Linked DNA regions of Mus musculus: all the other regions are linked to region 5. Evidence: chromatin contacts called from public HiChIP or PLAC-seq data. All regions are on one chromosome and are shown on one strand. Each heading gives the region's core, a stretch centred on a gene start, on an enhancer-like site or on the middle of the called end of the contact. The rest is flanking DNA. Distances are from core to core; before and after follow the strand shown.

The links. HiChIP or PLAC-seq counts read pairs in DNA pulled down with a chosen protein or histone mark.
Region 1: a contact with region 5 is called in an HNF4G HiChIP or PLAC-seq map of pancreatic cancer cells. The contact joins two enhancer-like sites. A contact is called at or near these places in 2 of 115 datasets of contacts at active chromatin or transcription factors (embryonic basal ganglia and pancreatic cancer cells) and 1 of 9 other capture datasets (embryonic stem cells).
Region 2: a contact with region 5 is called in an HNF4G HiChIP or PLAC-seq map of pancreatic cancer cells. The contact joins two enhancer-like sites. A contact is called at or near these places in 1 of 115 datasets of contacts at active chromatin or transcription factors (pancreatic cancer cells) and 1 of 9 other capture datasets (embryonic stem cells).
Region 3: a contact with region 5 is called in a FOXA1 HiChIP or PLAC-seq map of pancreatic cancer cells. The contact joins two enhancer-like sites. A contact is called at or near these places in 1 of 39 promoter capture datasets (cranial neural crest) and 3 of 115 datasets of contacts at active chromatin or transcription factors (embryonic stem cells and pancreatic cancer cells).
Region 4: a contact with region 5 is called in a FOXA1 HiChIP or PLAC-seq map of pancreatic cancer cells. The contact joins two enhancer-like sites. A contact is called at or near these places in 1 of 115 datasets of contacts at active chromatin or transcription factors (pancreatic cancer cells) and 1 of 9 other capture datasets (embryonic stem cells).

What each region holds. Positions count from the first base shown.
Region 1 is chr13:97,171,428-97,175,163 of GRCm38.p6, forward strand. Gfm2 (G elongation factor, mitochondrial 2) reads left to right here. Exons shown (of 21, transcript NM_177266.5): 17 at 59-197; 18 at 1,085-1,264; 19 at 1,513-1,628; 20 at 3,435-3,617. Among named protein-coding and RNA genes, the nearest start is that of Hexb, 25 kb to the right of the region's middle. Within about 2 kb of position 1,579, at least 15 of the 459 cell types and tissues checked have an H3K27ac peak or open chromatin away from gene starts, as enhancers often do. A contact at or near this core is called in pancreatic cancer cells, where this site is marked.
Region 2 is chr13:98,503,162-98,507,013 of GRCm38.p6, forward strand. No RefSeq gene overlaps it. Among named protein-coding and RNA genes, the nearest start is that of Gm41032, 31 kb to the right of the region's middle. Within about 2 kb of position 1,915, at least 75 of the 459 cell types and tissues checked have an H3K27ac peak or open chromatin away from gene starts, as enhancers often do. A contact at or near this core is called in pancreatic cancer cells, where this site is marked.
Region 3 is chr13:97,281,065-97,284,890 of GRCm38.p6, forward strand. No RefSeq gene overlaps it. Among named protein-coding and RNA genes, the nearest start is that of Gm33390, 16 kb to the right of the region's middle. Within about 2 kb of position 1,252, at least 31 of the 459 cell types and tissues checked have an H3K27ac peak or open chromatin away from gene starts, as enhancers often do. A contact at or near this core is called in pancreatic cancer cells, where this site is marked.
Region 4 is chr13:97,404,700-97,408,658 of GRCm38.p6, forward strand. No RefSeq gene overlaps it. Among named protein-coding and RNA genes, the nearest start is that of Lncenc1, 28 kb to the right of the region's middle. Within about 2 kb of position 2,297, at least 38 of the 459 cell types and tissues checked have an H3K27ac peak or open chromatin away from gene starts, as enhancers often do. A contact at or near this core is called in pancreatic cancer cells, where this site is marked.
Region 5 is chr13:97,989,811-97,993,417 of GRCm38.p6, forward strand. The region is part of intron 11 of Arhgef28 (Rho guanine nucleotide exchange factor (GEF) 28); the gene reads right to left. Among named protein-coding and RNA genes, the nearest start is that of Gm34388, 98 kb to the left of the region's middle. Within about 2 kb of position 1,316, at least 4 of the 459 cell types and tissues checked have an H3K27ac peak or open chromatin away from gene starts, as enhancers often do. A contact at or near this core is called in pancreatic cancer cells, where this site is marked.

The sequences.
Region 1 (3,736 bases), core at 329-2,828, 820 kb before region 5:
ACCATGCCCGGCCCTGATTTATTTTTTTATTTTTATTTTTTTTCCTTTTTATTACCAGACTGTCCTGTGTGGAATGGGGGAGTTGCATATTGAGATTATTCATGACCGTATCAAGAGGGAGTATGGCCTAGAGACCTATCTAGGGCCTCTGCAGGTGGCATACCGGGAAACCATCTTAAACTCAGTTCGCGCCACAGGTAAAAAATACAACATTTTGGACATTCTGGGTTTGTTTAGTGTTTAGTTGTGTAAACAGAAGTCACAGTTTCCAGTGTCTCCCACAGTTTTACTGTGTGTATTAAAAAAAAATTAGTATAGAAGGCCTGGTGCCACTGCTACCCCCCCCCCACCCATCAGACAAATGTGTTTTCTAGTGGCCGTGGGACAGTGAAATCACTGGCTTGTTCCAGCCCTTACCACTGAAATGGGACTAAGAATTTGAAGTCAATTCATATTTATTGTATGAAGTGCATGAATAATTCCGCTATTTAATACAGTGTCCCTATACAGATAGCATTCTAGAGGAGGTGCAGTTTTTATGTTTCTGTCCTGAATGTCAGCACTCAGGTTTTCTGTATTTGGTTCCCTTAAGCAAAATAACAGTGGTCACTCTTCACCTCAAGGTGAGCAAAGTCTCTGGGTTCAGTCCCTAGTACTTACAAAGAAAATAGAACCCCCTATCCAGAAACAAAACAAAACAAAACACGGAAAGCTGTTTTTCTGTATTTCAGAAAATACTTTACTAGTTTTGGGGGAGGGAGAAACATTAAATATTGCTGAAGGAATATAGGAAATTTAAATTTGGAAATTGGCAGAGGAACAAGGTTTATAGTTTTTATTATCAGCTTTTTATACTCTCTAGATGTCATACAATTTGAGTGTTACCTTTTCCCCAAGGTTGGTACTTTTAAAGACTTAGTTTTGAGGGGTCTCAGATACAAGCAATCTCAGCAAGGGCAGACAGTCTCCTGGGGCAGCCTGTTCCTGGCATCTTTCTTTGGCTTCCTTCATTATCCTGGCAAACGTTGAGCCTCGAGTGCAGGCCCTCCTTATTCTTCACGCATTTCCATGTGTTTGTCCGCAGACACCCTCGATAGGGTGCTTGGAGACAAGCGGCACTTGGTGAGTGCGGAGCTGGAAGTCCGGCCAGCAGAAGAGCCCTGTGCTGTGGCCAAGATCGAGTATGCTGACTGTGTGGGTGAAGACCTGCTGCAGGCCTCTCGGGAGGCCATTGAAAGTGCCGTCCACAGTGCATGCCTCCAGGGTAAGGGACACACACCTGTCTCCTGGTGACTGTTTCTTTTTTTCTCTCATGCTGGAGTTTGAGCCAGGATCTTGGGCGTACTAGCGTGCACTGTGCACTCTGCCTTGATGTTACACTCAGCCTCCGAGTTGGTCCGTGTGCTACAGACACGCCAGTGTTCTCTGTGCTTGGACTTCACATGAATTCTTGCTGCATTGCTCCTTGTTACTGGACTGTGTGTACTGTTGTGCTTTATTCTCCCCACCCAGGACCTCTGCTCGGATCCCCAGTCCAGGATGTGGCAATGACGTTGCACTCACTGATGATTCACCCTGGCACCTCCACAACTATGGTCACTGCCTGCATCTCACGGTGTATGCAGAAGGTACGGAGCACCCTTCATGCTCTGCATTAAGGATGGGCACTGAGGCCAGCACCGCAGATTCCACAGACCTTATGTCACCATGGGGCCACCCAGATCTAGTACCAGTGGGTAAAGGTACTTAGCACCAAAAGCCTGCTTCTGAGTTTAATGCTCAGGAACTGCATAGTGGCTTCAGAACGTTGTCCTATGACCTCTACATGAGCACATACCACACACACAAATGGGATTTAAAACTTTTAAACTAGCTCTTGTATGGGAAATCTTTGATTTCTAAAACTAAATTTTCATTTGAAAGATTTTAGAAATTACTGGTCAGAAAGGTTAAACAAAACATTCTGATTTTACCAAAAGATCTTTCCAAACAAAACCTGGGCCTGTGAAGAGTGCACCTTGTTTAGACATTCCTTTTTTTACTTTTGAGATGTTACAGTTAGCTACAAGCCTGGCTGGGGAGAGGGGAATATATATATATATATTAATTAGATAGATAATCCATCTTTCCAGCCCCAAAGCCTGGTGGATTTAACTGGACAGATCTGAGGTCAGCTTGACATTGGGCTTTAATGTAAAGGACAATGGAAATCTAATGTGAATTTCAACTTCTTTTTAAAGATTATTTTATGTATGTGAGTGCTCTATCTTTGTGTACACCTGCATGCCAGAAGAGGGCATCAAATCCCATTACAGATGGTTGTGAGCCACCATGTGGTTGCTAGTAATTGAACTCAAGACCAGACAGTATTCTTAACTGCTGAACCATCTCTCAAACCTTTAATTTCAAATATTTGAATTTGTCCAAATAAGATTGTTTTCATTAAAAAACAAAAACAAATCAGTCCCATTGAACAACAGATTTAGGCCAAGCATCTTCCATGCATGTGATCACCTGAGTTGTCCTGAGTGTCATGGCCTTCTGCCTCCTGCCTCAGTGGCCCACCAGATCTGATCAACCCCCATGCGGTTTCCCAGTGTGGGAGTACCTTAGCCTAGCACTGGAGAGTAAAGTCACAGGTCACACTGAAGCTTTCAAGCACTAAGTAAGGTTTGAACTGTGTTCTGGGAACAATGGAGAATAAATGTTTTGATCAGTGAAGTATATATAGTCAGAACACAGAAGTGATTGGCATTTGGCACGGGAAAGACAGTCTAGGACAGACAGGAACTAGACGATGTCTGAATCAAGATGCCAGCAACAGGAATAGAAATACTGGTGTTTGCTGGAAAAAGGAAATCAGAGAAGTACATTTAAGCAAACTGAGATCTACTAATGCCATCAGCAAATAAGAAAGGCCAGAGACGTGCTTGGAAAAGAAACTGCTGAGCTAGGCTTGGGGCCCAGTGGGGGACAAGACTGAGTCCTCCGAGATGGGCTGCAGCTACTGCTGGTGTGGAAGCTCTGCAGTGAGGTACTGTTCAGAAGTCTGAAAAGGATAGAGGGCAGCTCTGGGAGGCCAGTCCCTCCCTAAAGGAAGCATTTTTCTCTTATATTTACCCTTTCCCACATGATTGTTTTATCTTGAAAACATGGTCAGGTTCCCTCTGTGGCCGATGAAGTCTAAGATTATAAACTGTAAATACAGAAAGTATTTGTAGACAGTTGTCTTGACTCTTGCCTTTGTTGTTGGCTTTTTGAGGTGCTCTCCTGTGCTGTTCTTTCCAGCATGTGGCCACTGTACAAGTTCTAACTTCTTGGCTCCTTATACAGTGAGCTCCCCAGAGCCCTCTGCTCAGGAATATAGGAATTAGCCTTCCTCTGTCTTCCGTGTACTGGAATAGAAATTTGTTCAGTTTATGAAATCTCTTCAGGCCCTGAAGAAAGCTGACAAACAGGTGCTGGAACCTCTGATGAGTCTCGAGGTCACAGTGAGCAGGGAGTACCTCAGCCCTGTCCTGGCAGACTTGGCACAAAGAAGAGGGAACATTCAGGAAATCCAGACTCGCCAAGACAACAGAGTTGTTCTAGGATTCGTTCCTCTAGCAGAGATTATGGTGAGTTTGCATTTGACATGTACACGTTGTTTACTCTAGGAGATGACCCCGACAGTGCGAGTGACACTGTGGGCATTGGGCTTGGGTTTAGAGAATGCATGCCAAGGTTTCAGCCACCA
Region 2 (3,852 bases), core at 665-3,164, 510 kb after region 5:
TCATTTGCTCTTGTGTAGAAAGTTTAGCAAGCAAACGCGGAGCCGTCTTCCCGGATCACTCTTTGATTCTGTCTTGGATTAGCTAGCGTTTACTAGGAAACTCGTCTGCTTGTAGCCCAGGCCAAAAGCCCCAGGCGCCCATCTCTCAGCAGCCCAGAGGAAAGCCGTGGTAGGCTTTATCAACCCCCTCCCCAGGACCTCGGGTTTCATCTCTTTCTTTTCCCCCCTCATGTTCAGTTTGTTTTCTCAAGACCTAAGCAATTTTTAATGTAGTCTATACTTCCCGCTTAATCCTCATCGTTTATTGTATAATTATAGTTTCAAAGTGATTATGTAATTAAAATCATGTTTCGTTGAAACAGGACTTCAAAAGGGCGGCAGACCCCCGCTCCGGCATTATTTTCTGGTGATGTAATAATTTCCCTGTGATATTTAAAATAAACACATTAGTTCAAGAATTCTAAACATGTCTCAAAGTATATAGTAGGCTTGATTGGCACGAGGCTGGCTTGTAAAGAAATGGTAAGAGCCATCACTAGTTTAATATATTTCTATGCTCCCATGCAGGGTAAATTACAGGATAATGGGGCGCAGGCGATGGTAAGCTCTGTTTATATAATCCATTTCTTCACACGAGTTCCCATTGCCTCCCCTTCCCTTTGCTGTGTGTGGTGGTTCTCTGATCCCTTGACCTCGGCCATGTGTTTTCACTTTTTCTTCTGATCTCAATTCCATGACCAGCGGGGAATAAAATACAAATTGAATAGTAACCATTCACAGGCCGCTCTTTTCAAACTGTTGTTAAAACCTCTTTGTCTTGTCTAGCGGTTGATAGATAAATGCGTTCTGTTTTTCCTGACTTTCCCCCCCTGCCTTTCTTCTTCCTTCTCTCCCCCCCACCCCCGCCTCTTCTTGGCCAAGAAAAAAAAATAACTCTCCTCCAATTATACGCTTTAAAAATTAAAACCCACACCTCCTTTCAAACTATCTCCTGAGCGTCCCGCGCTCTCCCGGGTCAGCCCATTGGTTCGGGGCGGCCGTAGGAGACTCCGGAGGATTCACCTCGTGGAATAAAAGAACGGGGCAGCTGAGCGGGGATGGGGGCGAAGCACGGTGCCCCCGTGTGAGGTCCGCGCCATTGTCCCCGCCTGAAGGTTCATTTAACCGAGAACCTGTACTGCCTCTGATCTCTTCGCACAGCTCCCAGAATGGGTTCGGCTGGCTGGGACCGCCCCTCCTAGAAATTCCGAGGGCCGAGGGGCGAGGGAAGTTAGAGTGATGGGAGGGGGGCCACACCCCCTTCGCCAGTCCCCGTTCTTTTCTCTTTTGATGGCTCGTCCAGCTAGGAGGGCGAGGTGGACCCGAGAATGAACTGGTTTTACATCTCAAGTCCCCAAAGCGACACAAGGCGTCCTGGTTTCTGACCTGCCCTTCCTATCCAGAGTCAGTCTCTCTCAGTCTCTCTCTCTCTCTCTCTCTCTCTCTCTCTCTCTCTCTCTCTCTCTCTCTCTCTCTCTCTCTCTCATCCCCCCGCCCCCCACCTCCGGAGCTGCGGCTCCAGACTGCTCAGGCAAAAGCAACTAATTGTAACTGGGCGATCCACAGCCCGCCCCTCTCTTCCCAAGAGCTTCCTTAGAGGGAGGGAGGTCAAGGGCGCGGCTCGCCTTTGTCACTCCACTGCCAGGGCTGGAGGAAAGTGGAGGGTGGGCAGGCGTGGCCCTTCTCCCCGCAGCGCTGGACAGCGGGGCTCAGCCTCTAGGGTTGCACAGAGCATCTCCTGGGGAGCCGGCCTGCGCCGCCCGGTCTGCTGCAACGAACGTCGCCCCAGGTCCCCGCGGGCAGTGCGGGCGGGCGGAGCGCACGGCGGGGCGGGGACCTCGGTGCCGCCCGACTGCTGGCGGCAGCGGGGTAGGGTTTCCCGGGCCGCGCTGGGCGATGCCGCCTGACAGCGCCCTTCGCCAGGGGCCGAGTACCTGTAAGCTGAGCCTGGCTCACATGCTTCACATTAAAGCTCCGTGCCTAGTGCCTTCGTGCTCCCCCCCCCCCCAACCTTCTTCTCCTCCGAAAGGGTTCTTATAAACTTCCCTTCGTTTATCTAGCCTGGTTTTCATTGCTCCAGTTTTGCATGGGTTGACTTTGTTTAGTTTATTAACCCACGGGGTTACTTTAACTAAACATTTGGGCTGAATACTTTGGGATTGGATTTCAACGTTTTCTAACGAAATTACGGAGGTTTTTGAAGCCGCACAGAAAACGCTGTGTTGAGTTTATTAGTCAATTTAACAGACTATAAGTGGGGTGGGGGGGTGCATTTAGGACAGTTCCAGTTCGTACCCATCCGATGGAAGAAGCTAGCCAAGGCCGCAGGATGTGCACCCCGGCGGCCTCGGGGGTTCCCAGGCCTCCTCCACTTGCTCGCAGCATGGTTCCTGGGTGCACCAAGCTCCCGACAAGCAGGCGACACAGCCCCCCCACCCCAGACCAGCTGCACTACCTAGAAGGTCCCTCCCAAGCTATCCCCTCTGCTCTGGTGGGAAGTTCTGTTTTGTGCCAGCTGTAGAGGGCTCGATGTCTTCCCTCGTGAGGCCATGAAGGGAAACCTGACTGTGGTGGAATATTCCAGAAAGAGTAGAAGTCAATGGATTTAATTAATGAATTAAATGGATTTAGCTAATGAAAGAGCTACCTGGGCAGGTATGTGGAAGAGGGCAGAGGTCGTGTGGGGTCCGGTGGACAACGACCAGTGGGCTAGTTCACCCCTGGCCACAATGTGCCACCAAACCCACTGGAGCCTCTTCCCCCAAGTTTAAAGAGCGGGGATATCCCAGGGGTTGGACTCGGTGGGACCTGTGGCCTCTCACCTCCAGCTTGACTTGAGGCAGAAGCAAGGAAGGTTATCCAGCACTGCCAGAGACAGGGAACTTTCTCCTCCGCTTTCTGCCATTCACAGGCCCTTGGCTTCTGGATTTGAGCCTGGTGCCAGCTAAGAGTTGGCTTAGCCAAACTGTCCGTGATCTTTGGGCATCTCAGACAACACTGAAGACTGTAGTGGCGATCAAGTGAGAAGCACCAGAAAGTGGGCTTGTGAGGAGGAGCTTCGGTTTGCTTGGGCAATCACAAGTGGGAGGGAGAAAAACACTGAGAGTTTTTTAGCCTAATCCCAGGCTGAAACTCCCGAATTTCACACTGTGAAAACAGGTGTTTTCACTACCACAGCAAGCTACCAGGACCCCAACTGACAACACTTTAAGGTTTTATTTTGTAAGAAAGGAGGTCAATTATTGAAAAGAGCCAAAACAAGTAGAATAGGAAAATATTCTAGTTTTGTTCCTCAGCCCCCGCTAATTTTTTGTCACTGGGGGCAACTACTGTTTGTCTTTTGTGAGTAATTCTAGAGAAAGTAGTTTTTTAAAAGACTTATCTATCACTTTGCCCTGTGCCTTGCTTTTCCCCTCTGACACCTATGTGTTTCCTGATGCCTCCAAGCCGCTGAGAGGACCTCCTCTGCTTAGCAGCTCTTCTGCCACCTCCAACTTTCCTTGGCCTTACTCTGCCAATACTTAACCAGGCTGATGGTCGAAGAGATCCTCCCCCAGTGAGGACATCCATCACATTAGATGGGTGTCAGTTATTCGAGTTGGTTCCTTACTAGGTTGACTGGTTAGTTGTTGATTTGGTTGATAGTGGTTGCTTGGTGAGTGGGTTGATAGTATTTGTCACTCTGCCTGTCTACCTTACACTTCCTCCTGATAAGCTCTGCTTCCAACCCCTCCCCAACCTCAAGTACCTATTTGTCCCATTCTCTTTGCCAGAAGTCCTGCTCCTTCCATTCTCTTCATAGGTCTCTCTAGG
Region 3 (3,826 bases), core at 2-2,501, 710 kb before region 5:
TGAAAGGACTTTTGAGAGGTAGGGACTAGTGAGGGAGTCAGGTCTCAGAGGTTGTGTTCATTTTCTTTCCCGTTGCTACGATCAGACAAAAAGGGACAAGGGGTTCATTTTGATTTCTGTGTTCAGAAGTTTAGGTGCATCATGGCAGGAAGGCGTGGCTGAGCTCTCAGGGTAGGACAGTGTGACAGGGTCATTTTACTTCATTGTATGTTAGGGAGGAGAAGGCTTAGGTTAGTCTCAAAGGTCTCACAGAGCTGTCCTATGAGAGGCCTGGAAGGGGACACTCTGAACTTAAATCACAGTAGGGGTCCTCTCTTGAAGGACAGAGTGGGACCTCTACTCTTGTTCTTTCTGATTTTGTTTCTTCCTCATGAAATGAATGGTTTTACTCCATCCTGAGATGTTTCAAACCCCTGCCAGACATTGACATTAAAGGCCTGATGGAAACTCTGACACCGGGAGTCAGATCAAGCCCTTTCTCTTTACATGTTAATTACCTTGGGTATTAGACTGATAGAAAGCAGACAGACACACATTATAAAACTTGAAAAAAAAAAAAAAACTTGAAGCTATCACTAATAACACATCAGGGCACAGGCTATAGGATAAATGAGTGAACAACAGGGATCCCGTTCTGGGGAAAGACAGAAAAAAAAATGCCACTAAGGGAAATGGCTGAGTTTTCCAGAACTTTTAGATATTGACATCATTTAAGCGGAGTCATTACAATGAAGTCTGTGGTATATAATTGAGAATTATCCAGTTACATAGGTAACGTAGGGGTTTTTTTTTCCCTTCCCTGTTTCCTTTTCAATTGCCTGAAAAGCTTCCGATTGTCATGTTCCCTGAGCCACTTTTCAGTCCTTTTTGGCCACCCCTGCATCCCTTTAGCTTCACTTGGGAAGCCAGACGCTTAGAGCCCTCCAAGACTGGAGGCTAGGGACTCCAAATCCTAATTCTTACGGACCCATCATTGCCTGGCTACAGTGATCAGTGACATCAGAAGTTGTTACATGGAAAGTTTACAGCGCTCTTAGCTGAAATGAGCAGACTGGGCAGGCGCGCTGCAGAGTCTGGAGAGAGAAGGCCATTCATTATAAGACATCCGGGAAAAGCTGGAGAAAGATTAGACCGGCCCCTCTCCTCCCTCCTAGCCATCTTCCAGGCTTCAGACAAGCATCTTTCCCTCCTACATGCAGTCCTTGGCTTTCGCTGGACCTCTCACCCTGCTCACGGCCACAGCTTGTAGCGCGTTCTTACTCCTACCCACAATCCCATCTTGTCCTGTTGTACTAAGCCCCATGAGAGCTCCGAGGGCTTATCCAGTTTACTTCTCGCCATTTCGCCAGTACCAAGACCAGAAAGAGGCCTGGTATGCACTGGGTGCCGAATAAATATTTGTTTAATGGATGAATTTTTCCGGTGTGATCTAAACTAGAGAAAGAACTCTTGGCACAGAACCAAATACTGATAGCTCTGTAACCTACTAAACGCTTTATTATTTTTTTCCTTTAGATTTTTCATTCCAGCTTCACACACACACACACACACACACACACACACACACACACACACACACACACACACACACTCATGCACTCACGGACGCACGAACGCAAGCACGCAAGCACGCAAGCACACATACACGTACTTACGCAAACCCTGCAGGTACAGGTGCATGTTCTTTGATTTCTTTAGCACTCACTAAGTTCAAGAAGATTGTACTTGGCCTGAGTGATGAAAACAGGCTTCGCTTTAGGCAGACATTTGAAACCCCAACTAAGCGCCTTTTAAAGCCCCTTAGAAAACCAAATGCATGCAAATAGCGCTTTCCTGAAAACACAGGTTAGCACACATTAAGAAACGACCGCAAGCCAGGCGGGCTTTCTGGAGACGCTCTCCCCCTCCCCCAGGCTCGGTTTTCTGAGATTCCTAATCAATGCTCCCACTTAGCATATCTGTCATTCTGAAATCCCCACTTCCTTGCCTTTTGTAAACTCAAAATTCTTGGAATTCAACTTAGAGGCCCAAAGCACCTTGTACTTCTTTGCACTTAACAGTTATTGAGCACGTGGCTAGGAGCTGACCCGAGTGCAAACGGAGAGATTTTAATCTTTCAAATGAGATTGCACCTGCACTCTGAGGAAGCTAAAGGGAGTTTACAGGATGATTAGCTCATGGTCTAGTTGGGACTTCGGGTCCTTGTGAGGAAGTCCTTGGCCTGGTAAGTCTTAAGCACCGACTCTCTCTCTCTCTCTCTCTCTCTCTCTCTCTCTCTCTCTTAGGAACGTTTCATGAAAATAACTGTACACTGTTTGAATGAAGAAATGAGAGGGCATCTTCTCAGAAGCTGAGGTAGTCTTTCTTCTGTAATGAGCTTTGAGTAGCAGAGGGATAAAGCATTGGTCTTCCAAATATAACAAGGAGGACAAATGAAAATATAAAAGAGAGATTTGAGATGGAAAAAAAAGAAGAAAATAAGAGAGATAAGAAAAGAAGAAACAGCTAAACGTGTGCCTACCCTTTTATGGAACTTTTCAGGGAGAGAATTTTGAGGTGCTCTGACTCCCCAGATAAGAGCTGATTCCCTGTTTGCAGAGGAACACACACACACACAGCTTTCCATCTCCATGTTTGGTGCCCACAGCCTCATGACAGATCTTCCATGGTGGTTCTTATGACGTTGTGCAAAGCCCCTGGAAGACTCCTTCTGCAGGTCACTTCCCTAAACCTGTGTTTAATGGGGAGGTGGGGAGAAAGGAGGGAGAAAAGGAGGAGGGAGAGCCACCTGGAAGAAGCACACCTCCACATATACCCCTGCATGCCTTCTCAGGCAGGTCCCACCTGCAGCCTGTGGCCCCCATGCACAACAGAATAGTCCTGAGTGAGGCTCCAAATGCAAAATCATAAACTTATTTAAAACATTATGAGAATTATTTTTGCTTTTTTGTAACTCAGTTGCAAAATTCTCAAGTGTGAACTTTGTTGATAACTACGTTGTGCTACAATGTTAAAAGGCTAGACATATCAGCAGGGCCACCTAGTGCTAGACTTAGTGCTAGAGACAGAAAGGATGCTAGCAGTAGAGAAACCATTAGTGCGGTATTCAGGGGTAGAGTGCTTCTGTCCCTACTGAATCAATTGTCTCTGCTTTCGCAGAGTTTGACCTACAGAAAAGAGTAAGTGACTGGGTGCAGGACTCAGGCAGGAAAGCTGGGTGGCCAGTATCCTCGTGAACTGGAGATCCACAGCATGGAGATCTGTGCTAAGAGGCTCAGCAAGTGCACGGATGCTGGTGGCCGAGCAAGTTCTTTTCTAGAGATATAAAAAGAAGTCATTGAAATGAGTGGTTTTTCACTTTTGCAATCTTATTAAGAGTTCATAAATCAGATCGGAAAAGTGGTTCAATGGGTAAAAGTGTTCATGTTTGTGAATGCCAGAGCCCAACATGTAGAAGGTGAGAACTAACTCCCGAAGACTGTCATGATGCACCTGTGCTTCTTGGCATGCATGCACAGGCATGCACGCACACACACACACACACACACACACACACACACACACACACGTCACACACTCTCAATAATTTCCAAACTGATCAAACCAGAGAAAGTCTTTAAAAAGTTATAAACCATCATTTATTCACTATGATGAAAGAATCACCAGAATGCTGGACTGTTTCCAGAATGTTCTTTTGCGCTTTCTGCAAGTCCTGTCCTCCAGCTGATAGTTGGTACAGGACAAGATGAAACTCTGGCTGTTTCTCTGGGTCTCACCAAGGGCAATGGCAGCGCACAAAAGCAATGCAAATGAGTAATCTCAAGAC
Region 4 (3,959 bases), core at 1,047-3,546, 580 kb before region 5:
TGAAGTAAGTCAGACCATTCAGAAAAATACTGTGAGTTCTCATTTATGTGTTAATGTGAAGAAAAAATTGATCTATCTATCTATCTATCTATCTATCTATCTACATATACATATATATATATGGTTACTAGAGGCTAAGAAAGGTGGGGGATTGAGAGATTTAAACCATGGGTCCACAGAGATAACAAGTTCTAGTATTAATAATAACGTATTACATAGTTGGTGAATAACTAGAAGGGAAGTCCCAAACAGAAAGTAATATTCCAGTGAGTAATGTTATCACTCACCACTATTTGATCAGTGTGCATTATAGTTTATATTATATAAATGGGTTGAGACATTACACTATTGTGTGACAAAACCTTTCCTGAGGATACATAACACACATGTCTACTCACCCCAGATAGGAATCCCATGACAGGCCAAAGTATGGATACCAAAGTCCAATTTGATGAACCAATGAATTTTTTTGGAGTTACTTAGAGGAGCAGAAATAACTCAAAGCCCACCCAAGCATGGGTGACAGCTCACAAAAGCTGGAAAATCTGCGGCTCACTGCATAGCCGACTGGTAGCTCAGCAGGATGGACAGTGTCCTTTTCAACTGATTCTGGTCTAAACCTCTTCCAAGCAGCTTGACTGGTTTCTGCTTCTTTCAGGCAGCTGGTAATTGCCTCAGAATCCTCTTTGCAGCTTTGAGAGAGACTTCCAGCTTTGATTGCTCACTCTGGCAGGGAAGGACCTAGTGAATCTGCTCAGTTTCAGGAACTTCCTGAAGCTATTTATTTTGAGTTCCTTTCCAGCTTACAGAGCTCCCTTTGGAGGGAAGGAATGGATGGGTCTTGGAGGAAACTGTTGCACAACATATACTGTGTCTATAAGTACCACAAGTCAATCAAAAGTCTTAAAAATGTCTAAGGAGATGGAAATGTTTATTGGTTGCTTGGATCATTACATTACACACACACACACACATATAATATATGTAATATATATTATATGTGTGTGTGTGTGTATATATATATATACTGAGCTTGTACATTATATACTGTAAATCTGTACAATTAAAATAATTTAAACTTTCTTATATCTGAAAATACACATTATCTTTTGGTTTTTATTTTTGTTAGTACTTTTTTTGTTGTTGTTTTCGAGACAGGGTTTCTCTGTGTAGCCCTGGCTGTCCTGGAACTCACTCTGTAGACCAGGCTGGCCTTGAACTCAGAAATCTGCCTGCCTCTGCCTCCCAAGCGCTGGGATTAAAGGCGTGCACTGTTAGTACATTTTTTTAACAGAGTAATGTTTAATGTTTTATGTGAGCTGAATATTGTGATGCCTCTAATACCAATACTTGGCAGACTGAGACAAGAGAATTCTGAATTTGAAGCTAAGTTGTTATTCAACATAGCAAGACACTGTCTGAAGAAGTTAGAAAAAAAAGATTTATATGGTCAAACAACACAAATGTATATTTATTAAACTGTCAAATGTGGGCTCTTGTTATGCAGTTTTTATGTAAATAAAATGAATTGAAAGTCATATGCCAATAAGACCTTGTGGGCTTCACTCATATGTAAGAAGCTATTCCACTCCTGGTATTAGTTCACAAAGAAACGCCCTTCTCCCTTGCTCTGATTCCTATGGGGCTATGTAAACTCTCCGTGTAACTACAATCAACATGTCTGTTTCCCTACTCTACTGCAGTCTAGACTCATATCTGTCAGTCCTCAATGCACAGCAAATCTCCTTCCACCTTTGTTGACTAAAGGACAAGATCAACCTCTGCGAATGGAGAGACCATAGAGGGATGTGTAAGCATTCGTACTACACCTGCGTCCTGAGGCTGTGGGTGACGGCTCAGAAACGAGAAACTCTCCACACAGATTTCACAGTAGCTACTGAACTGATCAGTACTAGAGGCAGTACTGCGAGGATGCCCCTGCCCCTGCCCCTCCCCTCAAGTGTCTCATTTCTGTGGCTTAAATGGCATGTGTGCTTTTATGTAAGAGGAGAAGCTGATGTGAGGGCATGACACACACATGAGCACACACACACACACACACACACGAGCACACACACACACGAGCACATACGGCCAATGGTGTGAAGCACAGGATGAATGTAGAGATCAAAGGATAATCAGTATTGGTCCTTGCCTTCCCTTTCCCTCTCGTTGTTGTTTGCCTTCCCTTTTCCTCTCGTTGTTGTTTGCTGTGCACTCCAGAGCAGCTGGCCTATGCGTTCCCAGGGATTCTGTCTCCACCTCCCATCTGGTCATAGGTTTGCTTGGGTTACAGACACGTGCTACCACACCCAAGCTTTATGTGGTTTCTGAGGAATCTAAACTTAGTTCTCACACTTGTACAGTAAATGCTTTATGCACTGAGCCGTTTCTTCAGCTCCCTGATGCACACACAGTCTTATCTCAGTAAAGGCTTGTGTGCGGGAGGGGTTGGGGGGGAATGGAGGTGGGTTCTGACTTCTGAAAGGAAGGTATATTCCTCGAGGAACTAGGACATGTCAATTTCATCTTATTACCTACAATGGCCAGAAAATTGCTGAACGAATCAGAGATGCTCGGTGAATAGTCAGGGATTGTAAATGGCCTTTTCTTTTGCGAATTGTTATTCTGAGCAATTTTGTGCAAAATAAGGCTTTTGAAGACCTTTGGTCCATTTTCATTTTTAAGCTAATGCTTAAAAAATATTCAGATTGAGAGTAAATCTGTATAGAATACCAGATTTCCATAGACTAGACAGGTTGTTATTAGTACCTCGTTTTGAATTCTCGTTTTAGCCCACAGTTCCCTTGCAATTTTACCTCCCAATCCCAATGTCGGGAAGATTCCTCTCATCTAAAGCAGCTGCTTCTCCCTGAACTCTATAAAGTCATTTGTTGCTCCTGCTTCTTGCTCTTTCTCAGTGTCTGCTAGAGGCAGACAGCAGGACATCAGCTAAGGACTGGTGAAAACTAGGTAGCAAGCAAAGCAATTTGCAATGCTAAAAGACTCAGCGTCCCACAGGTTAGAAGGAGCTGCTAGCAACATAGTAGCTGTGTGAAAGGGAGTTTTAACTGTGCCATCAACAACTGGCTTTATTGGCTCATTTAGAAAAGAAAATAAAGGGAAAGAAAATCCAAGAGCAAAATGCTATTTGAAATTCCCTTTTGTGGGCCAATCAGGGTAAAGGTGCATTGTGGGCCAGTGAGGGTAAAGATGCTGGCTGTGTTTGCTGCCAAACCTAGCAACCAGAGTTCGATTTTTGTCCCTTATGGTGGAAGTAGAGAATGGATTATTGCAAGTTGTCCTCTGACCTCCACGTCTGCACCATGGCACTTGTGTGCCCCCCCCCAAAGTAAACAATATTAAAAAAATTGATAAAACTCTGAAACACTTTCTACATTCTATGTTGTAGTTACTTCTTTTAACTACTGTTATTACTATCATTAACATTTTCAGCCTGAAGTATAACTTTTTGCAAATTATGTCTCCATGTTTTATTGTGATAAAATACATAGAACATACATTTGACCCATTTGTAGCTACGTACTTTAGATTTAGTGATGGTGAGTTTCTAGTCTTGCAGGTTTTAGGCACTAGGGTTTTTCTTAAGATTTCTGCCAGATTCCCAGGACTGCTGAAGGACAAAGAGTCGATTCGATGCTTGGTATTGTATGAATGAATCCAAACCTTATCGTATCTAAAGCTTTTAGATTAATTGAATTTCGAGTTTTTAAAAGGACGTTGGTGGTGATGGTGCAACCAACCATGAGACACAGCTGTATTCTCACAGGTTATTAAGGGCACTTTGCTGGTGTGATGATAATTCAGATCGAAACACTGAGAATTACACAGGAACTGCTTCTCTGCCAGGGCGCTCAAGCCTTGGCTGCGTGCCACTTCTAGCTTATCTGAAATGTCACACCATCACTGCGACAGGAATCACTTTGCTCTTGTATATC
Region 5 (3,607 bases), core at 66-2,565:
CATGTTTCTACTTTATTTATTTCCTCATTCAAATGAGGAGTAATTCCAGCCACACAGGCAACACCTCCTCTGTGACTGGAGCTGCTCTGATAGCATACCTCTGAGGGCAGACTAGGAACGACTGACACCTCCCACCTCCCACCTCCCCTCCGCTCCTCTCTGAGTCGGTTAGAGTCTTTAATTTTAATGAAAAATGAAGCTTGGTATAAATATTCCTGATAAATGTTATTGGTTTGGAGTTATAGTAGATTATAGCTAGTTCAAGATTCTGCATGGTCTCCTAACACACAGTCTAAGATTGGAGAAACACGTGCATCAGAGCGTGCCTGATTAGAGTTTTCAGCTATGGTCTCCGCGCTGGTGAAGTGGACTCTGTCAGTGCGCAGTAATATCCTACTGTGGGTCTGCCACCTTCCGGTTACAGTACAAGGTATTCTATCGCTGTGCACACTTCCTGGATGCTCCATCACTATCTTACTTTCAGCACTAGGAAACAGTGACAACTCTTCTCTGTCCAAGCCTGGAAGGCACTCTTCATGGTTGCCTGTAGACTTTATGGTCATAGCCCACTAATGGGATGTCAGGTGGATCCATTAGGCTATAATCAGAACTTTCCTTTACAGTGACATAAAGTGTAAGATCCCAGAACACATTCCACAGGCCACTGTATAAAACTGCTTTTTTTTTTTTACCCTGTGGATTATGATGAGACAGAGAAGTGTTTGAGGCATGTGAGTTTTAAAATCACACAAATGGTTGTTTCCCGTCAACTAAGGTTTTGTTACTTGATATTTTAAAATAGTCATTTTATGGCTTATTTTGCTTCTTGATTTCTTAAAAGAGCTATGGACTTTAAGTAATATAATCACTACATCCTATACATATGAAATTGTTGGGTTTTCCAGAAAGTTAACTTTTTTGGGGGGGGGGATATTTTCTTTTTCATTTCAAATGTTATCCCCTTTCCCTGTTTCCCATCCTCCCAGAAACCCCCTATCACATCCTCCCTCCCCCTGCTTCTATGAGGGTGCTCCTCCACCCACCCACCCACCCACTGCCACCTCCCCACTCTCCATTCCCCTACACTGGGACATCTATGGAGCCTTTGTAGGACCAAGGATCTCTCCTTCCCTCGATGCATGACAAGGCCATCCTCTGCTACATATGCAGCTGGAGCCATGTGTACTCCTTGGTTGATGGCTTGGTCCCTGGGAGAAAGTTAACTTTTATGACAAACAGTCACAGAAGGAAAAGACTCTGGAATGAGTCATTCCAGCCACACGGTCAACGCCTCTGTGACAGGAGTCGCTGATAGCATCCAACTGAGGGCAGACTAGGAACGACTGACACCTCCCACCTCCCCTCAGCTGCAGCTGCCACAGGAGATGACTTGGCCTCGCGAAACTCCCATGGTGGAAAACAGAGTGACCCAAATGCACCCGGCTACACAGCTCAATCTGAGACATCAGCTCACATTCTGGCTGATAATGGGAAACCTACAGTGTGTTGATGTTTCTGCTACCATGAGTGTGCTGTGTTCCCAGTTGGAAAGGATCCAAAGAGAACGTTATTTTATAATACCTTGACTAAAACTGAGAAAGAACTGTGGAAACAAATAACCTATCCATGGGCTATTTGTCCCAGGGTAAATTGTAATCATAATTTGTTATTGTCTCCTTAGGGAAAGTAAGTTAACTGTGGCCAACACGCTGTGACCTGAAGACAACCATGACTTTGCCACTAGGATTTCAGACTGGTTGAGATACCATGGTAAACCCAAACTTCCCAAAATTGTTAGTGTGGCCGAGATTTTTTTTCTGCTTCCTGCTCATCTTTTCTACGAGCTCTTGCATCCTTTGGGCACAGAGGCAGGGATTGAGAACGGGTTCTGCGAACTTCTGCTGTCCTGCTAAGCTGAGAAAGGTCTTCTGTGGCTTTTAGATACAGGATAGGCAGAAAGCTGCAGCATGTGGATTCTAGTGTGTGGCCCCATCAAACATGGCTCTAGCCCTCAGGAAATGGAAGATTCATCTAAGTTAACCTAGTCCCTATACCATCTACACTTTTGACTGTGTGGCCCCTAAATTTCTCTTTCCTGTCTCTCGTGCTATTGATCACTTTGGTAAATTTCACTGCGTGGTTTCTGTCTCTCAGGCTCCACACTCCCATGGTAGCAGGCACTGCTGGGATGGAGCTGTAGTCAGCTCAAGGCAACAAAGGATTATCTGCAGCCACCGGCCTGGCCTCCCGGCCATCATTCCTGCATCTCTCAAGATGGAGAGAGTGCACACGAGTGGGCTAGCCTGTGGAAGCAGCCTGACAGAAGGTGTTCTCAGCAAACCAGCCTCTCCTTCTTCCTCCGAGTAACTGTGTGTGTGTTGGCTGAATAGGTGGGTGGATAGGGAGACATCTGATAGGTACTGTGCAGTCCAGGCTGACCTTGAGCTTGTAATCTTCCTACTTCTGTCCCCTGAGTCCTGGCTTAGTTTTTCTGATATTCTAAAAAAGGAAAATCTCTGTATTTGTAGCAAGTGGATTTTTAAAATTCCCAGAACAGGAACATGAAAATACAAATCTGAAGTTCTGGGAATATTTTTATTAGGAGAGCAGAATAACTATGTGTGCTTCGTCTGCCTTCTATGACTAAATTGTCTCTTTAAACAATCAACTTCTTGAGATCTGAGGGGCACTTAACATAGCCAAAAGATTCTGCCAGAATGTGTTAAGTCGCACACGGTTTAATCTACTTTTGCAGAACCACACAGAGACTGTCCTACGCTGTTGGATTTCTATGCCTAGCACATACAAGCCCCCCCAAAACCTACATTGTAATTAAACTGTATAACTAATTGAAAATAGCCACTCTCTGGCATCTATAAGACTGCAAAATAAACTACAAGCCTAGGTAAAGACTTCAGGACTTATGGTTAAAATAACCTTTTATATCAATACTTGGCACTTTAAAAACAACTCAGTTTGTAGATTCATATAAAATCCAGTCCGGTAGGAGGTGTGCACTGCAGCTGGTCCCCTCGCTGCAGCTGGTCCCCTCCCTGCCTCCTCTTCTGCATCTGCTATAGCTCTGCTGAGCATCTGTTCATTTACATGCATGTTCATTTCTACACATTTACATAAGCATGCACATGTGTATGTGCTATGTTCACCTCATAACTTCACATGTGAAAATAACATAGAGTCACAGGGTTAGGACATGAGAGAAAAACATATTAACATCCGCCCCCCCCCCCCAGGAAAGGAGAAACTGGCTTATTCCTTAAAGAAAATGAACACATAGACACAGATTTCATGAATCCATACGAATATATGTCACCACGGCATGCACAACAGCAATGTTTAAAAATGTCATTTCATGTATACCAGAAAAAATAAATCCTGTCTGAGCTCACCCAACTTGAAACACAAATGTTCACCAGTCCATGGAAGCCTGTCTGGCCCACTCCGTCCCAGCTCTTTTCTCTCACTAGCTCTTGAATTTAGGAATTTTTCCCTCTCCTCAATCTCTTCTTTCACTTTATAGCTTATCACAATGCAATAAATTGTCTTATTTCACATTATGTAAAATTAAGTCTGTAGCTTGTGTTTTTTT